Regions from separate parts of the Mus musculus genome. Here region 2 is linked to region 1. Evidence: chromatin contacts called from public HiChIP or PLAC-seq data. All regions are on one chromosome and are shown on one strand. The core of a region is the stretch at or near the end of the contact, and the rest is flanking DNA. Distances in the headings are between cores, read along the strand shown. Region 1 holds the start of Cox20 (cytochrome c oxidase assembly protein 20). Region 2 overlaps Smyd3 (SET and MYND domain containing 3).

Region 1 (4,998 bases), core at 1,088-3,587:
ATGTATCCATGTATTCTGGTAGGTTTTAAAATTTTTTTGTGCATATATTAACAGTTCTGGGTATCAAATCAAAAACAAGGCCTTGGGTACTCTTTACCCACTGAGCTATACCTTCAAACCCTCCATTGTTATTATCAGTTTTTTGTGAGACAGAGCCTCACTTTGTAGCTGGCCTTGAAGTCACAAGAAACCTACTCTTTCAACCAGAATGCTGGGCTTTTAGGTCAGAGCCAACACATCTGCATCTAATGTTATTTTAAATGACTCCAAAATGTATTTGCATAATAATTTTAATTAAGAGAAGGAAAACAGATTGGAAGAACACAACAGTTAACTCCTTTGTTAACTATAGTTCCTATGAGGGGGAAACCACACAACCACTCACCCCAATCCTTAGTTAAAAATTCTACAAGGCTGATTCTACTGTGACAGGAGAGACCTGGAATGCTGCAAGCCTGGAGCTAAATTATCTTAGGCTATCCTTGGCCTCCTTAATAGCCATTCATTGCCCACTTCTATGTATAGCTTAGCATCTATCCTTGTGACTGTCCTTCTGGAATGTATAAACAGAACACTAACTTCCACCAATCCCAAAGACTGAGAATGTCATCAGATGAAATCTAAGGCCAATAGCCAGAGACATTCCATAAACTGAAGTGTCTTATCTCTTTTGTTACCATATAAAACTCATAAGACTGTAACACTTTTATGTTGAATATGGTTTGGGGGCAGTTTGAATCCTGTCCTTGGGTCATGATCATTTACATTTTACTACAGAATAAACTCTATTCTCTTCAAAGTCGTTTTCTTTCATCCACACCTTCAGGGAGAAGGAGAAGGGTGAGCTTGTTACTTTTCATTATTAACTGTTAAAAGACAAAACTGAAAAATATTCTATTTTCGTTAAATTAAGAAACTTTATCGAATCCATGACATTTTTCAAACAAGTGAAATGGACTCCAACTCAGTATACTCTAGCAACGTCTCAGTCACAAGTAAAACGGTAACGCCATTTCCTCGGTATTTTTCCCGTTACGTCCTTTATACCGCAATTAGGAATGCAAAAGAATTCCTCTCTCCTTTATGGAATATTACAACCTTAAATATTACCTTCCAGACAAAAATTCAAAGCCTGGCTAGCCAAGAATTTCAGTAGAGTATCCCAAACTGTCAAGATAACAGTTCCTTTTCTAGTCCTAGTAATATTAGAGCATTATACACTTTGTAACTGTTCAGCTTCCTTAAAAACAAAAAACAACTTACTACGCATAAAGAGAAATATAAATCACTTTTACCCCCTGGGATTGGCGAAAAGCAGTTAATGAGCATGAAGAATAAGACAGTAAGCAGTCCGCATGGTAATTAAGATGAGACCCTCCCAGCTAACACTGACGGGCAAGTAGCGTGCAGCACGTTACATGAAAGGCGGCATGACTCTGCACAATGACAGGCCGGGACATTTTCCGGGGAAGGGCCGTTTGGAACGGAAGAGGCCAAATCGGGAAATAGGTAAACAAAGAAAGGCAAAAGGCCGGGGCCAGGACATTAACCCGAAAACGGAGTCGCCATCGCCTGCTGAACTGGCTGACACTTGGACCCAAACGACCCACGGTCTGGGTTTCTACCCGCTATGTCACCGTCGCGTCACCCACGGCCTCCCTCCCGAAGGAAGGCACTTGCCGCCTGACGCATGCCCCCTAGGTAGCGGCCGCCTCCATTTTGTCCTGAGTCTCCTCCACGCGAGCGGCGCGCTATTTTTAACCTAAATCTGCGGGCCGGAGGGGGAGGGGCGTGGGCCTGGCGGGCGCTGGAAGGCCGCCGCGAGGGACCGAGGCGGGGGTGCGGGAGGTTGTCAAGGTCACCAAAGCTAGGACAAAGGACAAGCTGGGAACGAGGCCCGCGGAAACAGCGCCAGGCGACTTCCGGCAGTGCGGGGGCCGTCAAACCCGGACTCCCGCCCTCTAAGAGGACAAAGCGGCGCGCGACGCGCGGCCCCGGCTCCGCCCTCAGCGCCCAGCACGGGGACGCGCACAACGGTTGAAATGGCGGTTAAGGCGGAGGAGGGGCTGAGGGAAGCGAGTTTCTCGGTGCTCCTTGACTCGGGCCACCCTGCCTGCGAGACAGGAACCGGTGGCGCTTCTCTAGGTTGCCACCACTCGCGTTCCTCATGGTCGGTTGCGGGTTGGAAAACAGTGTGGCCGGTTCCATGGAACAAAGGAGTGTGCCAGGGCGGGCTTCCGGACAGCCCCAGGAACGCTCCCTAAGATGGCCGCCGCCGCGCGGGGATGGGGTGGGCGGAGCCCGTGTTGCTCCCGTCGCGGGCCTGGGCGGGGCGATGGAGAGGACTGGTGCCCATGGCGGCCGCCCCGGAGCCCCACGAGACGGAGAAAAAGGTAATGTTCGCCATGGGGCAAGGGGGGGTGGGGGGAGGTGTGCAGTGCGCAGGCCGCGACCCGGTTTCCTAGACCCATCCCATAGCCGCGAGGTATATCAGCGATCTAGTCCTCATATCCCGGATATATCTAAATTGCCAGTTAAACTAGTGAAGAGCAGGCCTGCAGGGTCAGAAAACGGAGACTAATCCAAAACTAGCATTGGATTTGGTAGAAAGGGCTAATAAAGGGGAAATGAAAACTCTGGAGAGCTGGGCGTGATGGTGCATGCCAGTAATCTCCACTTTGAGGGCTGAGGCAGGGGTGAGTTCTGGGCCAGCAAGTGAATCAGTCCTTTTCCTTGCACAACACAGGAGCGCACACTCACAGGTAAGGTATAGATTTGTTAGTTCAATGTGAGAACTGCAGTTTGACCTCTTATTAAAAAAGACGAAATCTCCACTCTGCATGAAGCCGACATCCTACTGGGGTAACGGGACAGTCGAATTTCATCCATTTAAGCCAGCCGGGATAAAACTGCAGTTTGGCCATGAACTGCTAGGCCTGATAGAATGGCTACAGGAAGGTGTCCCAAGTGGAGACTAATTAAGCCATGGTCAAGTGTCTAAAGATGTCTTTTGTTAAACAACTAAAACACTACCTATCAAATGAAAACTTGCTAGCACAAGTAAGGTCAAATGTAGTGTTTGCTTCATAGCTCATCTAGACTTGCTGAAATTGAACAGTGGGTTTGACAAAAAGACTCTGCTCTGAAAAATAAAGCCATGAAGGCTTGGGATGGGCACACCTTTTAACCAGGCACTTAGGAGGCAGTGAGTTCCAGGATAGCCAGGGCTACAAAGTAAACCTAAAACCTGTCTCAGAAAAGATTTTGGAAGCAAGAGAAACTACTTGAAAATACTTTGATACTTTGGTCGGTTTGCAAAACCGACTAAGACCAAATAAGCAGATGAATAGTCTCACAAACAGGGAGTCGAATAAATGGTATTCAGCTGATAACAGGTCACAAATGTTAAATCCGTAAAAGGAGGGGACACTGCTACTGGAACGTTGCTACTGCCAAATCCCCAGGCCAGTGGAACAGCAAGCCAATTACTGTAAATGTTTTCTCAAGATTCCCGGTGAGATGGAATCTAAGTGTATCTTTGCCTAAACAGTGGCCATGAGCGTGTGGGTACTCAAGTAAAATCAGGAGCATCTAGTTAATATAGTCTTGCAAGGCAACAGAAAAATGGTAGTATTAGGACTTAAGATGTGGAAGCAAGCGCAATCCTCAGAAGGTAAAGGTGCTTATTTACCACCTCTGTTCAAGTCTCTGGAGCTCTTGTGGCAGCCCAAGTCAGACACCCACAGATATAACTTACAGAATTTAAAATCCTTTCAAATTTAAAATCCTTTCAAATGAAAGGATTACAAAGCAGTCCTTTGGGGGGGGAGACTGGTTGAGTACAATACAAAACTGGCTTTTAGGACCACTGATGAGCTTGCCACAGGAAGCTTGAAAGATTTAATGCCAACCAGGTCTCCTTTTGCAATGACACACTTAATGGAAAAGGATGGACAGTCAACTTGAATCCTAGTTTTCTCTTGAACTGGAGTTATGAAACCACCATGTAGGTGATAGGATAAGCAAGGAATCTCTCACAAGAAACCCAATTTTAAGCTATCTGAACTAGGCAAGAATACAGGTGGTAGGTACATAGGTACAACTGGTTTCACTAACGCTACCAGAATGTCTCCATGTTCATCATGTACTGGATGCTAGTTGGCATAGGAGTAATTTCCAGAGATGGTGTGAACTCCCCAGTAGACCTGTAGTTTCTTATTTGAGAGTTTGATGATGAGAACAGCCCACAATGATTGATTGGGTGTATGATTAAAAACAAGAGAAGCAAGTCATCAGTGAAAGAACAATTTTACTTTAATGAAAGCCAGGTTACACACGTTCAGGCAGATCCTTGAGCTAAGGGGAGTGCAGCTCTACCCTATCTTTAACCGAACCTAACATGTCTTTTACTCCATTCCCCACCAGTGTTACGTTTCATCTCTTATGCAGTCATCCTCTAGAAGCATTGAGTGGCATTGCAGAAAACATCTGTGCTTCCAGGGCTGGGGTACAAATAGAGAATGGCTTCTTTTCGCACATGCTCTGTCATATAAGTTATGTGTAGTCTTGCATCCTCAAGCTCAGACTGACCTCCAATTCACAGCAATGTAGTTGTGGTTCTTCTTGCTGTGGTTTCCTGATTGCTGGGATTACATTACAGTCACAAACCACCAGATGTCTAAGACTTGCATGAACAGAGTGTGAAAAATGTTTTGACCCCCATCTCTGAGCCAGTGCTGAGTGACATGTCCTTGGAAGACTGGTCACTTCATGCTAGAGGTTAATCACTGTGCTCATTATTTCAAATGCTGAAGTAAATCCTGAAGTGGCAGATTAGAACACTTTAAGTTGGCTGACTGGTAATTAAAAATTGAATAGGAACCTAACTATTTTCTTGTTCAGGCTAAATTCTTTTTCATTTTATCCTAGCCCTTCAAGCTCCTAGGTATTTTAGATGTTGAGAACACTCCATGTGCTCGAGAATCTATACTCTATGGC
Region 2 (5,284 bases), core at 25-2,524, 810 kb after region 1:
ACAAAACTCCGCATTGTCTTTATGGGGGATGGATACAGCACCTTTCCCTGTCTTTCTGCACACACCCAACTTCTTATGAGGATGTTCACCGTACACCTATTCTGTCCTTGCCATGAACCCCTCCTTGTTCAAGTAGCTCAACCAACTTCTTGAATATCATACATTCTATGATCCTGCTGACTAGTCATTTCCAGGCCAATGGATAGCTTTGAAGGCTCTGTATCTCATCGTTTCTGCAATGGCTGGTATCTTTCTCCTGTCCACACACTGCTTCCACCTGTTGGGTTTGACATCTGCTTTCTACCCCAGGGCCTCCTAACCCTCTCAATAGCCCCCTTGAGTCTTTTTATAAAGGGATGTGTGCAGTCTGCTACCCCCTAAAGTGTTGGCATTCCTTCAAGCTCTATCCTTCTTTCTTTTTTCATGCTGTGCATTTTACCTGAGACTTCTCAGGCATGCCTGTATTCCACCTCTAGTCTGTGCCTGGGTGCCTCTTAAACCCAGACTTCTCTCAAAGTTCCAATGCATTTACTAGTCACGTTTAGACAGTTCATCTGTGAGGCAGGCATGCCCAAAATCACCCACAGCGAATTCATGAGCTTCTACCTCACCCATCTCTCCGTCCTTTATTATCTACTAACAAAAAGGCTTCTCTGATTATTCACACAGGCCCGTCTCTCCAAATCCCATCCAAGTCACCCCAAATCCCATCCAAGTCACCCCAACATCTACCTAAAATGTGTCCCTTTGTTCCCACCTCTATGACCACTGCTGCAATGCGAACCAGTATCATTTCATTCGGACCAGTGCAATGTCCATGCAACATGATACCTGCATCTGAGCCTATTCTAGAAACCATCTACTCAATCTCTATACTGTAGACAGAGTAGCCATGCAATTTCAAATAATTCTCTAGAAAAATTCTAAAATGGCCCCCCACTGTTATTGAATTAAGTTTTCATTTCTACTGCATATTGTAGCCTTCTTCCTCATACTCTGAGCTCTACAACTGAGTGGATTGCATATTTAAACATATTATGATCTCTCATATATAAAAATATATAGTAAATATACTCTATATGGAATACCATGTTCCTGGAAAATTATTCATTATTAAAACCCCTCATCGGCATTCTGTTTTGTTTTTACTCTTTCCTAAGACTATTGGATTCAGGTCCCATTCCGCCTCCAACTCTGCTTGAACCAACCTCAGCTAAAGTGAAGCTCTTCTAAGCCTGTCACTATCCAGTCACAACCTTCAGACATGTCACGTATCATACATCAAAGCCTCTAAACAAGGAGGTGCATCCCCCGGGCAGGGTGGATAAAGTCACACAACATTTCAGAATCACTTTCATTTTCACTCTATTTCTCCTAACTTTCAGACAACCAGCAGCGTGTTTATTTCAGAACAGGCTTAGTGTCCAGATCATTGCTTCAATACATTCAGGAAGGAGACATTGAATTGTACTTGGAAATGTTTAAGAATGCAATTTGCCCATGCTAACACTTTTTTTCTTCATCATCAGAAGGAAGAAGGGAACTAAGGAACACTGGCTTTAGGGAAGCTTCGCTTTCTAAAAGACACACACTTGTTTTCTGACCCTCTAGTCAAAAGAGCAGCCTTGAGATGCATGTCTGTTACATGCACCTATCCCGTAGTGGGCTCAAGCCCAACAGATTGCTTCCATAACCCTCCTGAACCTGGCTGATTTTATATACTTATAGTGGGTTAGTCTGATGCTGCTTTTCATCTAGTGCTAAACACTGGCTCTCAAGATCTCGTTGTGCTGACAAGCAGATCCTCATGTACACCAAGTGATGCTATGCAAACCTTGTTCCCCAATTCGACTGGTCAACACAAGGCTAGAGTTGTGATTGGGTGGTAGAGGGAGGAGGGTGGACCTTGAGAATCAAGTGAGGGGGTTGCAGGTAGAGGGGAAAGGAGAAAAGACCCAGAGATTGGGGAGGAAGCCAGGAGAGGAGATGGACCATGAATGAGCATGTGGCCAGGAGAAACAGCAAGTAAGAAGGGACTTCATAGCTGGGAAGCAAGTTAGAATAGCTCCAAACCTGTTACAGCTTGTAAGTAAAATATCTGACTTGTGTGTCTTTTATATAGGTTAGCTAGAATTATCAATTAACTTCACATATACTAGTGTAATACTGTAAACAAAACTATGCAAAATTTTTAGACCTTAAACACCTTTGTTGGCTGCTGAAACACGAAGCCTTTGGGTATTTCCACTGTCCTCAGAGAAGGTTTTATAACCCTAAGAAGTGCTCACTGCACACTTTCCATCTTTCCAGTCTTAGTTCTCTCTGAGTGAAGGTGACCTGCTAACACCCACAGTTCAGCAGGCAGTGATGTGTCCTCACTGGGACAGGATGCTGAGTGTCTCAGAACAGGATATGTGTGACCCTCATCAAGCTGACCCCCAGGCTTAGCCTCGCCTTCCAGACATCTGACAGATAAATGGCACCAGTGAGTACTACAAACGTGCCTGAGCGTCAAGGGAGAAAGGGGAGCGCACGTGCATTCTCTGTAAATGCCAGCAGACACGTCGTGGGGCAAGCTGGCTCTCTGTGCAAGAGCATACCTCATTTCAGGTTAGTCATCACTTGTCACCAAACAGGAAAATGCTGACAGATCCACACCAGATAAGGTGAATCATGGCAGTGTGAGAAACAGCCCACTTTTCATGATGAAACCACCTTGTGTCCATGCCTCCAAGCACAGCATAGGCCAATGCCTCCACCACTCCCCCCAAACGGGAAAAATCCAGATGTTCCTGTGATCTTCCACTGGAAACTTCTCAGAAGAAAATTAAAACAACATGGGGTATTTTCCAAGGTAGTGAGTGTTTGTCTCACCTTTTCTTTATACAGAGAAATGTTACCCTCAGAGCACACAGGATATTATTGTTCTCTGAGTCTCGGTTTAGCAATTATTAAAGAACATTTATATCACAGAGCTGTTAAGAATCAAAGATAATGAGGTAAACGTCAAAATATCGGCTGGTGTGTGCTAGGTGTTCAGCAAATGGTGAGTGCTTCATTCATATCAGGTGACATTTATTTTCTTGAAAGTTAACCATCTACCCAGGTTTCTAGAAACAGAGGCTACCAGCTGACTTTGGAGCATCAACCCCTTACCCACCATCGCCACACCCATGGCAGCAGCCATGCTAAATGGAGCCATGCTAAGTGCTATAATGAAACCCATCAATACATGCCAACCATCCATCATCTGGTCCCCCTTTCCACTGTAATAGTAATAATGAGAGTCTAGAGCATGGTTCTCAACCTTCCTAATGCTGCCACCCTTGAATATGGTTCCTTGTGTTATGGTGACCACTAACCATAAAATGTTTTCATTGCTACTTCATAACTGTAATTTCATCACTGTTATAAATTATAATGTAAATATCTGATATGCAGGATATCTGATATGTGACCCCAGTGAAAGCTCATTCAACCCCCAAAGGGTAGGGCTTCATAGGTTGAGAACCACTGGTTTAGAACAATCAGTAGTTAGTGTGTCCCTCTGACCACAGAGACCAGCTCGAGAGAAAAGCTGGATATCTAGACTGACCCAATAAGAATAAACCCAAGAACCTTGTGTTGTATAACTTTCCCAGGAGAGAATGAAAGAAATGTCTGTTTTCCAGAGAGGCTAACAAGAGACCAAGAAGAGGGTTCCACCCACTTACAAGTGGGTAAACTAACACATTTTCTAGGACTTCTTATAGGACCATTGGCAACCCAAAGGCAGCTGCATGACTTAAAAGCCCAAGCCACTGCGGGCAACTCATGCCCAGTTACTGCACTGCACACTCCTGCCTGGGTGACCTGATTGCAGAAGCTTGGATGGCAGAGGGGCCTCCTGAGGGTACCATAAGAGTCATGTAGGCTTCCTGAGTCTCCTAAGCCTGGCAGCCCCCTCATCCCTCCAAGAACTCACATTAACTGGTGAAGTGGAAACTTATAGGTTCTTTGGAATGGTGCTTTGCAGGGGGAAATGTGAAGGAATGTTTAGCTGAAGCAGGCACAGGTGAAGAGATGTTCTGCTATAGCAATTATGTGAAAGGACACTTGATGAAGAATTCTTTGCTAACAGCACACGAGTATTGGTCCGCCTTACACTGCATAGTTGAGCTGCATTTGTCGGGACTCCATAGAAATGCACCAAAGAACTTCTGGTGATGTGCTGCAGTTTCTTGCTGCTTCCTCTGGACTCAGGATGATTAGCAGAGTGGTGTAGCTGAGACGGATGCACTTGTTCAGGCAAGGCAAGTAGAGGACATGTGATATTTGGAGGTTATAAATAAGACAGTGATGGAGGCTGAGCTAGGCTTGCTTATATAGAGAGCTCGCTGTGCAGTGCTTGTGGGCCTCACATCTTCGCTGATCTTCCCTTCCCTGAGAGAGGCACAGTCAAGAACTTTTCCTGGTGCTCCTTCCTGCTGACATGAGCCAAGGCTGAGGCCTGGCTGTCTCTGCTAGGTCATGTAACTACTGTTGCTAACTGACTACTGAACTGGACTGCTGGTGTATCCATGAGGTGTTTATGAGTGGACTGAGCTGCCACTGCTAATCTGTGAACTGAACTGCTGATTTCCAGACAACTCAGATGGGAGTTGCTCCAAAGAACTTTTCTAAACAGGTACACTTCCCGTGTACCCTTTGTTTTCCACTACCTCTCGTGGGTAATGGGCTAAAAGGGAGGGTAAAGCATTTAAGAACCATCATTAAAAGTAGGTTTTGAAAAAGTTAAAATTACAAATAGGGATGGCTTGGAGTTGTTTCTTTATGACCAAGTATGACCAAGACTGACAGCAATTTGAGTTACTCTAAGCCCCTGGGGTGGGGTGGGGGTGGTGAGATGCATCCATTAGGTCACTCCTACCTTGGATGCCATGGCTTCTCGGGTGACTTTTAGAATTCACTCCTGTCTGAACATTTACAACACTTATGATGACTGTTTCCTCAACCCAAAGCACACAGCCCTCCCCGTTCCTTACCTCCAAGGCCTAGTTCAAATGCCTCCTCTGTGGCACAGTTTCCTCTGTACCCCACAGCACTTCCTGTCCCTCCCTTTGGTCCCCAGTTTCTATGTGCATTTCTTCATGTCCTTCTCTTCCTACACTAGACTGTGAGTCCCTTGAAGTCCCTATCCCAGCCCTTGGCACTACTGTTGGCAGGCAAACTGGGAGGCAGAGTAGCTTGTGCCAGTGTCTAATGTGCAACCAGACACAGAGCAGGCTTGCAATGAACAGCCAGG

Evidence for each region. HiChIP or PLAC-seq counts read pairs in DNA pulled down with a chosen protein or histone mark.
Region 2: a contact with region 1 is called in an H3K4me3 HiChIP or PLAC-seq map of the SCID.adh cell line, with 8 read pairs. The contact joins the enhancer-like site here to the promoter of Cox20 in region 1. A contact is called at or near these places in 1 of 39 promoter capture datasets (hippocampal neurons) and 1 of 115 datasets of contacts at active chromatin or transcription factors (the SCID.adh cell line).

What each region holds. Positions count from the first base shown.
Region 1 is chr1:178,316,816-178,321,813 of GRCm38.p6, forward strand. Cox20 (cytochrome c oxidase assembly protein 20) reads left to right here and starts at 2,338. Exons shown (of 4, transcript NM_025511.2): 1 at 2,338-2,393; 2 at 4,930-4,998. The coding sequence starts at 2,355. It also overlaps a transcript of Hnrnpu not described here.
Region 2 is chr1:179,128,902-179,134,185 of GRCm38.p6, forward strand. All of the region lies in intron 5 of Smyd3 (SET and MYND domain containing 3), which reads right to left. Among named protein-coding and RNA genes, the nearest start is that of Gm31349, 200 kb to the right of the region's middle. Within about 2 kb of position 1,275, at least 18 of the 459 cell types and tissues checked have an H3K27ac peak or open chromatin away from gene starts, as enhancers often do. A contact at or near this core is called in the SCID.adh cell line, where this site is marked.